Linked DNA regions of Gossypium hirsutum: region 2 is linked to region 1. The links are chromatin contacts, called in public Hi-C maps. All regions are on one chromosome and are shown on one strand. Each heading gives the region's core, a stretch centred on a gene start, on an enhancer-like site or on the middle of the called end of the contact. The rest is flanking DNA. Distances are from core to core; before and after follow the strand shown. Region 1 holds the start of LOC107897020 (peptidyl-prolyl cis-trans isomerase CYP22). Region 2 holds the start of LOC107897026 (aspartyl protease AED3).

Region 1 (5,581 bases), core at 1,899-4,398:
AATAACAATAATCATTTACCAAAACAATTTTATGCTAAGGGTATTCTAGTCATTTTATTTTTTTCCATTATGCTATTACACCTCTATTCCATTCAACCAAACACAAGATTACTATTACGCCTCTATTCCATTACATTCAACCAAACAGTGGATTAGCTATTACACCTCTAATCCAATACACCTCTAATCCCAATGCACCTCTAATCCAATACACCTCTATTCCAATACAGCGAACCAAACGCACCCTAAGGGGATAAGAAAGGTTCTAGTTAAGCCATAAAAATTAGGGGAAGGTTTTATCTTAGCTTTGTCAAAAAGAAAAGGATTGTAAGGGTTATGTCTTGTCCTTGAAAGGTATCAATTCAAGTTTAGTGAATTGAGAAATCCTTGGTTGAGGTATATCGAGGGAGTGGAGGTAGGTAATTAGGGCGAAACCACTATAAATCAAATTTTCCAAGCTATTCTCCCTCCTATTTTATTTTGGAATGGTTTGTAGAGAATTTTTAAAATACCAATTCACCCCTCTTGGTATTTCTGGGCCTAACATACCTAACAAATAGGCTTATAATCCTTGATGTGCTAGATGTGTTTAGGGTGGTCAATTTGATGAATTTATTATTTGATATCATGTTGACATGAGTTAGTAATGTGTTGGTTACTTTTTAATGAGTTAGAAAGTGTTTTATAGGTAAAGTGACTAATTGGTATCGAGACATTAAGAACATGTCTCGAGACACCTAAACATTGAAGCTAGAGGTTTGAAACAGGAGAATTATGCCTGGAGACTTGTTTTGAGACATAAGAGGTTGAATCTCAAAACATGAGCCCCATTGTCTCGAGATAACTTAACTTTGAAGCAAAAATAAGGAAACATGAGAAGCATGTGTCTAGAGGCCTGACTTCACTGTCTTAAAACACATTATTCAATTTTGATAGTTTGAGTTTAGACTTGAATCTTGCCTCCATGTTTAACCCATACGACCCCGTGTCACTACAGGTGGGCTCAATTAGTCTTAATTAATTGTGTATCATTAGTATAACATGTAAATTTTGAGTTTATGTCATGTTTTTCTTTTAAAGTTTGATAAAAATTAATCAAGATAGTCTGAGTTGCTCCGGCAACATAATGTGACATCTCGCATTCAGATCTGACAACCGAGTTGGGTGTGGGGTGTCACAAAAGAAATGATGACATTGCCTTTTTTTAATTGGTATAATAACACACTTTATCTTCAACATTTATACATTATAAACTTTGGTTCTAATTCTAAATAATTCAACAAATTTAACCCTCTACATTTATTAATCCTATCAATTTAGTCCTTAAACACATCTTCATCATAAATCGAAATTATAAATAAAAAATTTCTAAAAACATTCAAAATCGCACCAATGATGAAATCTAAAAAAAAATTATAGTGAAGGAAGGAAATGTCCATTAAAGAAAATTTGCAACATTTATTTCAATTTCAAAAACAAAATGAAAAATGAAACAAAAGAAAATTTTAACCAAGAGGATCAAAACTCCACTTTTTCATTTCCAACACTTCTTCCAATTTCTATTTTGGCTGTAACTAGGGTATCCATCATTAGTAGCAGTGACTATTTCTCTTGTCGCGGGTGCTTTCCAAAGAGGTAAATGGCTGGCTATGAAATGTGCTCCATTCTCATGGGTAGGGATTGAATCCCTGACCTCAAGGTTAAGGGATGAGGTAAATAGCTGGTCATGAAATATGCTCCATTCCAACACTTCAATTTCAGGTACTTATTTCCCTTTCCAATTCATCTTCTTTTTCTCATATAGAATTGTTTCAAATAAGAAAGCAAATATTTCAAAACAAAAAATTGTGAACGCCATGAACACTCGCAATATTCTTTAGATGGAGAATAAAGGAGTTTAGCTTTATGTTTATGAACTAGCAGGTTCCTTTAGGTTAAAATCCACCTTATTTCATTGTTGGTGTTCTTAGAATTTTGATGATTTGCCAAATTATATGTTTATTAATTTATTTAATTTTGCAAACCCAAGATCAAATATTGTCAGTCTTCATTGTCTCCAATGCAAATCAAAGTCGGTGACCAACTTGTAACATTTTGAAATTGGTTGACTGAAGTGTTGAGTGACCAAAATCATATAATTGTCGTTCAATCTTTGCACCATTATTCCCCAACTTGATAATTCAAATAGTATTAACAACAACTCACAACCACAATCAAAGCAAAGCAAACAAAAATTTCAAAAAAAATAAAAAAAAGGGAAGAAAATCTACTTTATTAGTGAGCCCCAAATAGGACTTACAAATGCAAAGAACCAAAATAAAATCATAAAGAAGAGAATCAAAATATCACCAAAAAAAAAACTCAAATTTACCAAATTTAGTTAGGAGTTAGTAACAGAGTTTCTGTTGAGGAGGCTTAGTCCAAAAGGTAAAGGAGAAAGTCTTGTTAAGAAAAGGAACATATCAAAGTCATTTGCCCATCCGATGAAGATGGACAGACGTTGAAGAGCTTCTTCTTATGGCTTCAAGTTTAAATCAATGGAGTTTTATGCCACTTCAAGGAAAATTAAACCATAAAGTTGAAAAATAAAGGAAAAAAGATCTAGTTTAGTGTGTTTCTTTGCTACAGGAAGAGTTGGACGGTGGCACAATTACTAGTATACAACTGCGAAGGAGTAACTTTGGGTGTATTTCCATAACTAACTTGTCACTTTTTGAAATTAAATAACCAAAGTTTAGATTTACTAATATTTGAGTGACCTTACGTAAGTTTACTTTTTGATAAATAGTAGGTTAACAACCATCAAACATATGTTAGCAATTTAACAACTTAATGACTTTAAAGAATGATTTTCAAATAATTTAGTGACAAATTTGTAATTTTTTAAATTAAGTGATCATAGTGTAAATTTGTTAGTAATTGAGTGATCTTAGATGTAGTTAAAAGAAAGATTATTCTTCACTAGCATTGTTTCAAAGGTTGAAACCTATATTAACTTCCACTATTATTGTTTGAATTGTACTAGATTGATCAGTTGGACTAATTGAATTAAGAACCAATCAGGGTATCGATTCAAAGAGTAGCTTTGAACTGATTAGATTGAAAATTAGTATAAACTAATTGAATCAACTAAAAATTGATTCAACCAACTAAAAACAGATTAAACTAAAAAATTTTAAATTTTTAATAATTTTTCAATCACACCAATGGCGAAACCGTTCCTTTTAATCTCAATTAATTAAATTTGAGTTCAAGTGAAAAGGCTTTCAAATCTCGACGGCGCCACCGGAGAGATCAAAGCCTACAAACCCAGAATCTTTTACTAGAGCCAAAGTTCTTAAACAGTGAGAGCAAAAAGAAAAAAGAGAGGCGTGTGCGGCGGCGATGATGTCCGGAGGCGGTGCTGGCGGAGTGGAGTGGCACGTTAGGCCACCGAATCCAAAAAACCCAATCGTATTTTTCGATTTAACCATAGGTTCTATCCCCGCCGGTCGTATCAAAATGGAGCTCTTCGCTGATATTGCCCCTAAAACCGCCGAAAATTTTCGGTCCTTTCACTTCCCTTCTTTTGTTCTTTTTCCATAACTACTTTTCACTTTTCCAAATTCCTGTTCTGATTTTCAATTTTTCTTCTCGTCGTGCAGGCAGCTATGCACTGGCGAATACAGGTTCACTTTTTTTTTTCCCTTAAAATTTGTTGTTACCTTCATCAAAATAAATAATTCCTACTTACTCATTTTATTAATTGGATTGAATATCAGGAAAGCTGGGTTGCCTGTTGGTTATAAGGGTTGCCAATTTCATAGGGTTATTAAAGATTTTATGATTCAAGCTGGAGATTTCCTCAAGGTTGTTACTTTACTGTATTAGCTTTCTTTTTGCACTTATTATCTTAGCCACTTTGCTCCTCCATGTTAGTTCTAAATACCCAGAATTAGCTTCTTCAGATTTTTGCAGATTATTGATCTCTTTACTCTTTATGTATCTGGGAATAATGATTTTGCGGGACTCCTTTTAAATTATTTCAGAAGTTAAAAGTTTTGGCTTGCTGACTTGAGAGGATGATATGATTGAAGTAGATTGTTGTTGTTTTTTTTCTGTTGTTAAGTTCTTTGTTAAATGTCCATTGTAGCCTGGATGAGGGCGCAAATATCCTTATTAAGGATTGTTTTCACCCAAAAATTGGAGTGTAGTGTTTGCCAAAGTAAAGTAATGGAAGGTCTAGCTTAGACCATTAAAATTTGATTTGTTAAACATAAAAGATGCAGAAGAGCTAAGTTACTGTTTAATTTTTTTTTGTCTTTCCATATTTTTGAGGGTCCTTAGAGGATCATATTCCTGACCCAAGTCTAAATGTATGTCGGGCATGGGTATCTCAAGCAAAAATAAAGAGTTGGAGTAAAATATTGCAGGAGTATTACTTTTTGTTGACAATGATGATGCTATTTAGACGATTTTCTCCCATGTTATGTATTAGTTACAGTGAAATCTTACATTGCAGGGTGATGGTAGTGGATGTACTTCCATTTATGGGCACAAATTTGACGATGAAAATTTCATTGCCAGACACACTGGTCCTGGTTTGCTATCAATGGTATGCTATTTTCTATATGGTATTCCTTTAGCTATATTTTCTTTTCTCAGTTTTCTCTAAACTTTTCAAACGAAGATTCTTCATTTTTTGTAAATACCTTTTTGATAAAGAAAGGTATAGAAAGCATTGACTTCTTTGATTTTGGAAGTGATTGAGAAAACTTAGATGTGGGAGGTTCGTGGGACAGGATTTTGTTGCCATATCTCGATAATCTTTGCAAAGTGCCTTAATTTTTATAGTCCTCTTCCAGTCCCCAATATTCTATATCACACCTCTGTTTCGTTGATAAACTGGTGATCTTTTTTGTACAACTGTGATTCGAACCCAGGCCAATAGCCCAGAACTTGGGGTTCATAACTGGTGTTAGATTCACATTCTCTTAACACTGGAGGGAGAAACAGAAAGAAAACTATGAAGATACTAGAATATTATGGATAAGTTCAATGAAAATTTATTAATTGCTATCTTTTTCTGTTTCCATTGCAGGCAAACAGTGGACCAAACACCAATGGTTGTCAGGTAACTTACTCTATCTCTCTTACGTAAATTTTACTCGGATTTTGGATTCCTGTCTAACTTAGGCATGTTCAGTTTTTTCTAAGTTTTCCATGTATTTAAAGGGTCATATCTCAATTACCATGTCCAGAAATGCATCTTACACTGGTGTTTGACTTGGGTACTTCAAGAAAAATGAGTAATTGGAGTAACATATGCTTACATACACATGCACACACATGCAATTTGATGATGTAAAAGAATGTCAATGTGCTTTCATGCCCGCAGCATTGGTATTGATCAAGCATCTCTATATATTAAAGGGGCACGGGAATTATTTCTCTGGTTTGTCCAATCCCAGTTTTGTGAATTGAGATTGGGTGGAAGCATGGCTATTGCAAATTAAATCAAGCCTTTGAGTGCTTTTAGTTAAGATTTCTAAAGGTTCTCGGTAGAACTTTTATCATCTACCGTTATAAACTTCTAGGTTAT
Region 2 (5,581 bases), core at 1,854-4,353, 190 kb after region 1:
TCATATCGAAATTTTCGGAGTGTTACATAGCTCTTTTTAAACCTCTATAAATTGCCTTTAGTTTTCAGAATGAAAGGCATCTTGTAGTGAAGATCAAGATCATTTTCTTGTTAATGTTTATTTTGTGTTCTTCATTTTCTATTCTTCACTATCTTTGTAAAAATCTTTAGTTATTCATAGTTGATATGTCCTATTCATTTATGTTTGAGTTCTTTAAGTTTATTATGTTCTTCAAGTTTTCCATTTTGAGGTAAAAGGGTGACAACTCTTGGCAAATACAATGTAAATTCTATACTCATCACCTGAGCTAAAATGAATTATTATTCACTTATTATAATCATGAGATTTTGTCACATGGTGAAAACAATTATGTAATATATTTCTTTAGAATTGATGTAAATATCAAATGTTATTTTGGTTGAAATGGTAAAATTGGGAGAGTGGATGTTTCTCCTCTTGGATACAAATTCCCCCAATGTATATTTTTTAATTTTATATAAAAAATACGCTTAAATTAATATTTATTTCTTTGTTAAAATAAGACTCTTTTGATAATTTAACAATTGAATTGGGACTCGATTATGGGTGACACTATCTCAATCAAAATATTTATATATAATATAGATACTTGCAAAGAAGTAATCTTAATCTATTGTGAACAATAGACGACACAATGAATGCATAAATAAATTAACTGTTATTTATTGTATACATATAAAATTCTTAACTCTCTTCCACTAAAGTGAGATATGAAAGTAGTTGGGTTGTAGAATCTAGCTGTTAGCAAATATTAAGATTGAAAACTCTATTAAAATAAATGTTGTATTTAAGAATTAACTCTTGTTAATATAAAGGAGATGCATTAAAATTTATTAAAACTGAGATTTCTTGGACAACTTAAAAGATTGGTCGTAACTTTTAAATGTCCCATAACATTAGTAAACTAATCATTAAAACCCAAATATGAAGATAATTCTATTACTGCCTCCAGTCTCCACATTCCCAAAAGTAGGTTTCAGTCTGGTCAGGTGCAGCGCTCACGGGCCACGCCCAACCTCGAATTGGGCACATCGAAAAGCACACGATGGTTCTGTTGCTGCATATTGGCTATCACATTCAGCACTGAGTTCACGTTGTCCGGTGCCGACGCCATTGCCAAGCATGTTATGCTGCCTGCTGTGCTGTGGATTAGTAGGTTCTCTTGTGGCAGTGTTACGTTCATGCCAGTGAACATGAAAGTTATGGTGGGCGCCACGATGGGGACCGTGTAACATGTGTCGAACCCTCCCAGGGATGTCACATTGGCCACCTTAACTCGCCTTCGGAACGCATTCCGGACTGCTACGTAGGCTGGTTCTACTAGCCGGGTGAAAACAGTACCTAATTTCAATACCAAAGTTTAGTATATTGCTTGAACGCAATCAAATAAGCTTTTATTTATCCAGTAAAAACAGGAGAATACCAGAATCAAAGATGGTCCCAGCACCAGTGGAAGGGTTGAAAGCCAATGCCTTTGGTGGGATATCGACAACCCTCCTTCCAACCCTAATTCCAATCAAATTCACAAAGTAGAGTGAGGGTCTTCTAGGGTTCTTCAACAATTGGGTGTATTTGATCCTAATAGGCTGACCTTTAGGCCCAAGTCTCAATGACCCAGAAAAGTTTGGTGACCTAAAGCTAGGCAAGCAGTATGAGAATGTAGATTTGTACAAATGTTGGGTTTGTGATAGAAGGGACAATGGGCCTCGACCCAACCCCAATAATCCCTGTTGTGGCTCTGACTTCCCCGTTGTCTTTTGGAGACAACCAAAAGTGTAGCTTGGGATAGGGTCTGTGGCTAGGGCCACTGTGTCCCGCGACAGGTTTCCTGCTATTGATGAACTGCCGTACGTCATGTTGAATATGCACGCGCTGCGACCGCAAGTGGGATTTGGTACCTGAAATTATCACATGATATGCAAATATGTTAAATAAATTTACATTTTTGGCTGAGAGTAATCATCTCATATACCCCTCATGCATGTCTATAAGTTGTATCATAATTTTTTTTCCCCATGTTGGCTACACAACTTTCATTTTAGCTAGAAGGGATAATTTCGAGCCACAATTAACTTACGAAAAGCTTCATTTATGATGTTTTTCTTATCTAAAAGACTTGAGCTTGAGATCCTATTTAAAAAATATTAATTTTTTTACTACTTGACTTAACAAATGTTGGTAGTTAAGAGGTAATTTGGATTTAGAAAAATTTTGAGTTTGGAAATAAAATTGTGGCGAAAGAAGTTGTCATTTTTAGTACTCGAAAAAACTTGTAGGAGTAGAAGGCTTGGTTTCTTCCCTTTTGCTAACTTTATCCGAAAAAAACAACCGTTTAGCGTTGCTTTTGGGTTAAAAGCAGCTTTTGACTTCGCATTGCTTACAGCCTTAATCAATGTTTGTAAGGCTCGAGACAAGCGCGTGAGAAGTGTGAATGGTTGGAGAAATGAAAGGGATTACCTGCTTGCATTGAGCTGCATGGCAGCCAAGGGTGTTGAAAGTGGTGGATTTAGCAGTGTTAAAAACCTTAGAAGAGCAGCCAATGCAGCCATTACAAGGTATCCAAGCAGCATCATTGCTAGTATCCATGGCCATGAGCATGGTTTGTGGTGGGGTTCCTATTTTAATCCTCACAATATAGGTTGGACTTTGCACAATCTGCCTGCCTGAAGCTACTGGCACCACAGATTTCCCAGCCACCAGGCTGGACAAATATTGCAGCCTGGCCTGGTCCTTGGCTAGCATTGACAACATATCCTCTTCCCATGAGAGTGGCTTTGAGGGTTTGAGGGGTGAGCATTGACTGTAAATGTGGAACACTTGGAGGGTTGAGCCATGGTCTTGGATGTCACATTTGGGATTCAGGCCTTTTGCTACCGAAATGAAGAGGAAAACTAGACAAAAAATTTGGGTTTTCATAGTTTAAGCTTTTCTTCAAGGTTTAGGGACAGAGAGTGTGGGAAGTGAGTGTGTGTCTCTCTCTATATATGATATAATGTCAAACAAGATTAAAAAGATGACATATGTTCATGGTGCATTGTAAAAAAAGTTAAATTATTAAAAAATGAAAGATATAAAGTATTTTTAAGTTTTGAGTGTGGGTAAAAATATTATAGAGATCGCTAAATTACATTTTATTTCTTTATTCAAAAAGTGTACTATAATCCATTTGCTTTTTGTAGGCTATACCTCTATCCCTACTTCAACAATTCTACCTTGAAATAGAATCTACTTTTACTTGTAATCTTTTTCAATAATATTTTATTTAGTTGCTTAATTTATTTTTTAGTTATGTGATTGAGCTTTTATACTTATTTATAGGAGTAGAGTATATTTTATAATTAATTATTTATTTATTTAAAGAATAGATATAATGAAGAATTTAGTTACTACTTCTAGTAAAGAATACCCCATTTTGTCCAAAAATAATAATATTTTATATTGAAAGAGAAGAAAGAGATCTTGGAGCATGATCTAGGACATGCTTTATTGGAAAATCTTTAAAGAAATGTAGTGCATCATGGGAGGAAATATATAGTTCATCTTGGGGACTAAACAAATCTCAAAATATGCTCATTGAATACTTCATTTTTGGATTTCTCTTAATATTTATATTTCATTTTATAAAATATTGGTAAATTAGATAATATTATTTGTATTTATTTTAAAAAAAATAAAATTATTAATCTATTAATATTAAATAAATATATCTATTGTAGATGTGTTAAATATGATTTTCTTTTGGTAAATTATAATAGGAGAGTAATGCTTTGACAACAAAAAAATTAGCATAACTTGAATTCAAATTATGAAAATCCTAACCATTAGACCAACACGAATTCTGAAATTTTTTTAATGTAAATAATGAAATAAGATGCAATATTTTTAATAAAATGATTTTATAAATCAAAGTGGATATTAATTATGAGTTACGCTAATTAACTATGGCAGTTTAATAGAAAATTTAAGGGGGGCTGACTGCCACTTTAAAGCAGCAAAAAAGTGGTTTCTGTCACAGTCAGTGATATGATAAAATATTTTCAATTTTTAAAAACAATAACAATTGAGTCCCTACTCCTTAGAGAATGATTTGGTTGCATCATTTTTTACAGCTAACTTAAGGGAGGAAACTTAGGCGTAATTGAGGGGGCACAAACAATAAGAAAAAAAGAAATATCTTTAGGCAAAATATTTATTACCGTTGTGGTCTTTTTAAACTCTATAAATAGATTGCGGTGATAATGATTATCCTACAATATATAATTGAGCATTAAGTATTGTTATTATTGTAGTAATTAAGAATACACGAGTTTAAGTATATTTAAACGAATTTTTTTTTAATTTAAAAGTTGAAGGTTTATGAGTAGTAAACATTGTATCAAAAAATTTATAAAAAAATTCATTAGTATTAATATAATTTATTAATTTAAAAGGTAAACTACTTAGTTGGTCACTCAATTTTTAGGTCACTTTCATTTTAATCACTCAAACGTTAAATCTTTAATGGCAGTTAACTATGCATGTCACATTATGCTTGCACTTTCATTTTAGTCACTTGACTTTTAGGTCGCTTTTGTTTTAGTCACTCAAAAACTATCTTTTTTAAGTATTGGTTGGGGTCAAAAAATCAAAGTTTAAAGTGAAAAAGCGGTAGAAGTTAAAATAATACATAAAATTTGTCAAATTGTACTTGTTTATCTCATTGTTGAAAAATTCAAATTTGGGTTTTGAAATATAAATTTTTAAATATTAAAACTCAAAATTATAGTAGCAACTCATTGACATTACCGATGGATAAAAAAATTTCAACAATTTATTTCATTTATTTTAATGTTTTGAAATTATTTTCAAAAATCATCATTGAAATTTATTGTCTTTAATAGTTGTCTACAACATGGGCGAAGCCAAAAAAAAAATTGAAATTAAGTTATATATTTTTACGAGAGCTAAAATGCAATTTTACAATTTTAATAACTTATATCTTTATAACTATTAAAGGACTAAATCAAAATTTTATCATTTTGAGAGGGCCAAAGTGTAATTTTACCTTTTACAAAATTAAAATTTTGGAAAACTTAAAGGGCCAAAAGTGTAATTTTATATTTTAGGGTGGAGGGGGCGGGTCCGCTGCCAGCCCTCTTGGCTTCGCCCCTAGTCTATGAAACCCAAGGAAAATCATTACAATTAATTAAATTAATTACAATTAATTAAATTATATGATCTTCAATCTTTCATACTAAGCTAAAAGCAAAGGAAAATCATTACAATTAATTAAATTAATTAATTTTATCTTCCATTTCAAACAAAACTCATAATTTTTTCATCAACTTTTAGCTTACTATGGAAGATTCGAGATTATATAATCAAAAGCAGCTTAAATTTTGTTGACAATTATTAAATATGAGTTGATTTCATCAACGATAATCTAGAAATATAAAATAAAATTTAAAAGGAGATTAAATTAATTAATTTTAATATTATAATAATAAATTGGTTGACATTATCAATAGATAAAAAGTTTCCAACAATTTTTTCAATTTAGTTT

Evidence for each region. Hi-C and Micro-C count contacts between places; a contact is called where the count stands out from the background.
Region 2: a Hi-C map of leaf shows a contact between it and region 1, with 2.4 times the contacts expected there. The contact joins the promoter of LOC107897026 here to the promoter of LOC107897020 in region 1. A contact is called at or near these places in 2 of 34 Hi-C or Micro-C datasets (fibers and leaf).

What each region holds. Positions count from the first base shown.
Region 1 is chrA05:108,801,891-108,807,471 of Gossypium_hirsutum_v2.1, forward strand. It overlaps LOC107897020 (peptidyl-prolyl cis-trans isomerase CYP22), which reads left to right and starts at 3,149. Exons shown (of 7, transcript XM_016822351.2): 1 at 3,149-3,548; 2 at 3,645-3,668; 3 at 3,762-3,849; 4 at 4,502-4,594; 5 at 5,081-5,113. The coding sequence starts at 3,385.
Region 2 is chrA05:108,987,880-108,993,460 of Gossypium_hirsutum_v2.1, forward strand. It overlaps LOC107897026 (aspartyl protease AED3), which reads right to left and starts at 3,104. Exons shown (of 3, transcript XM_016822355.2): 1 at 2,497-3,104; 2 at 1,463-1,937; 3 at 850-1,380. The coding sequence starts at 2,955. The coding sequence ends at 1,025.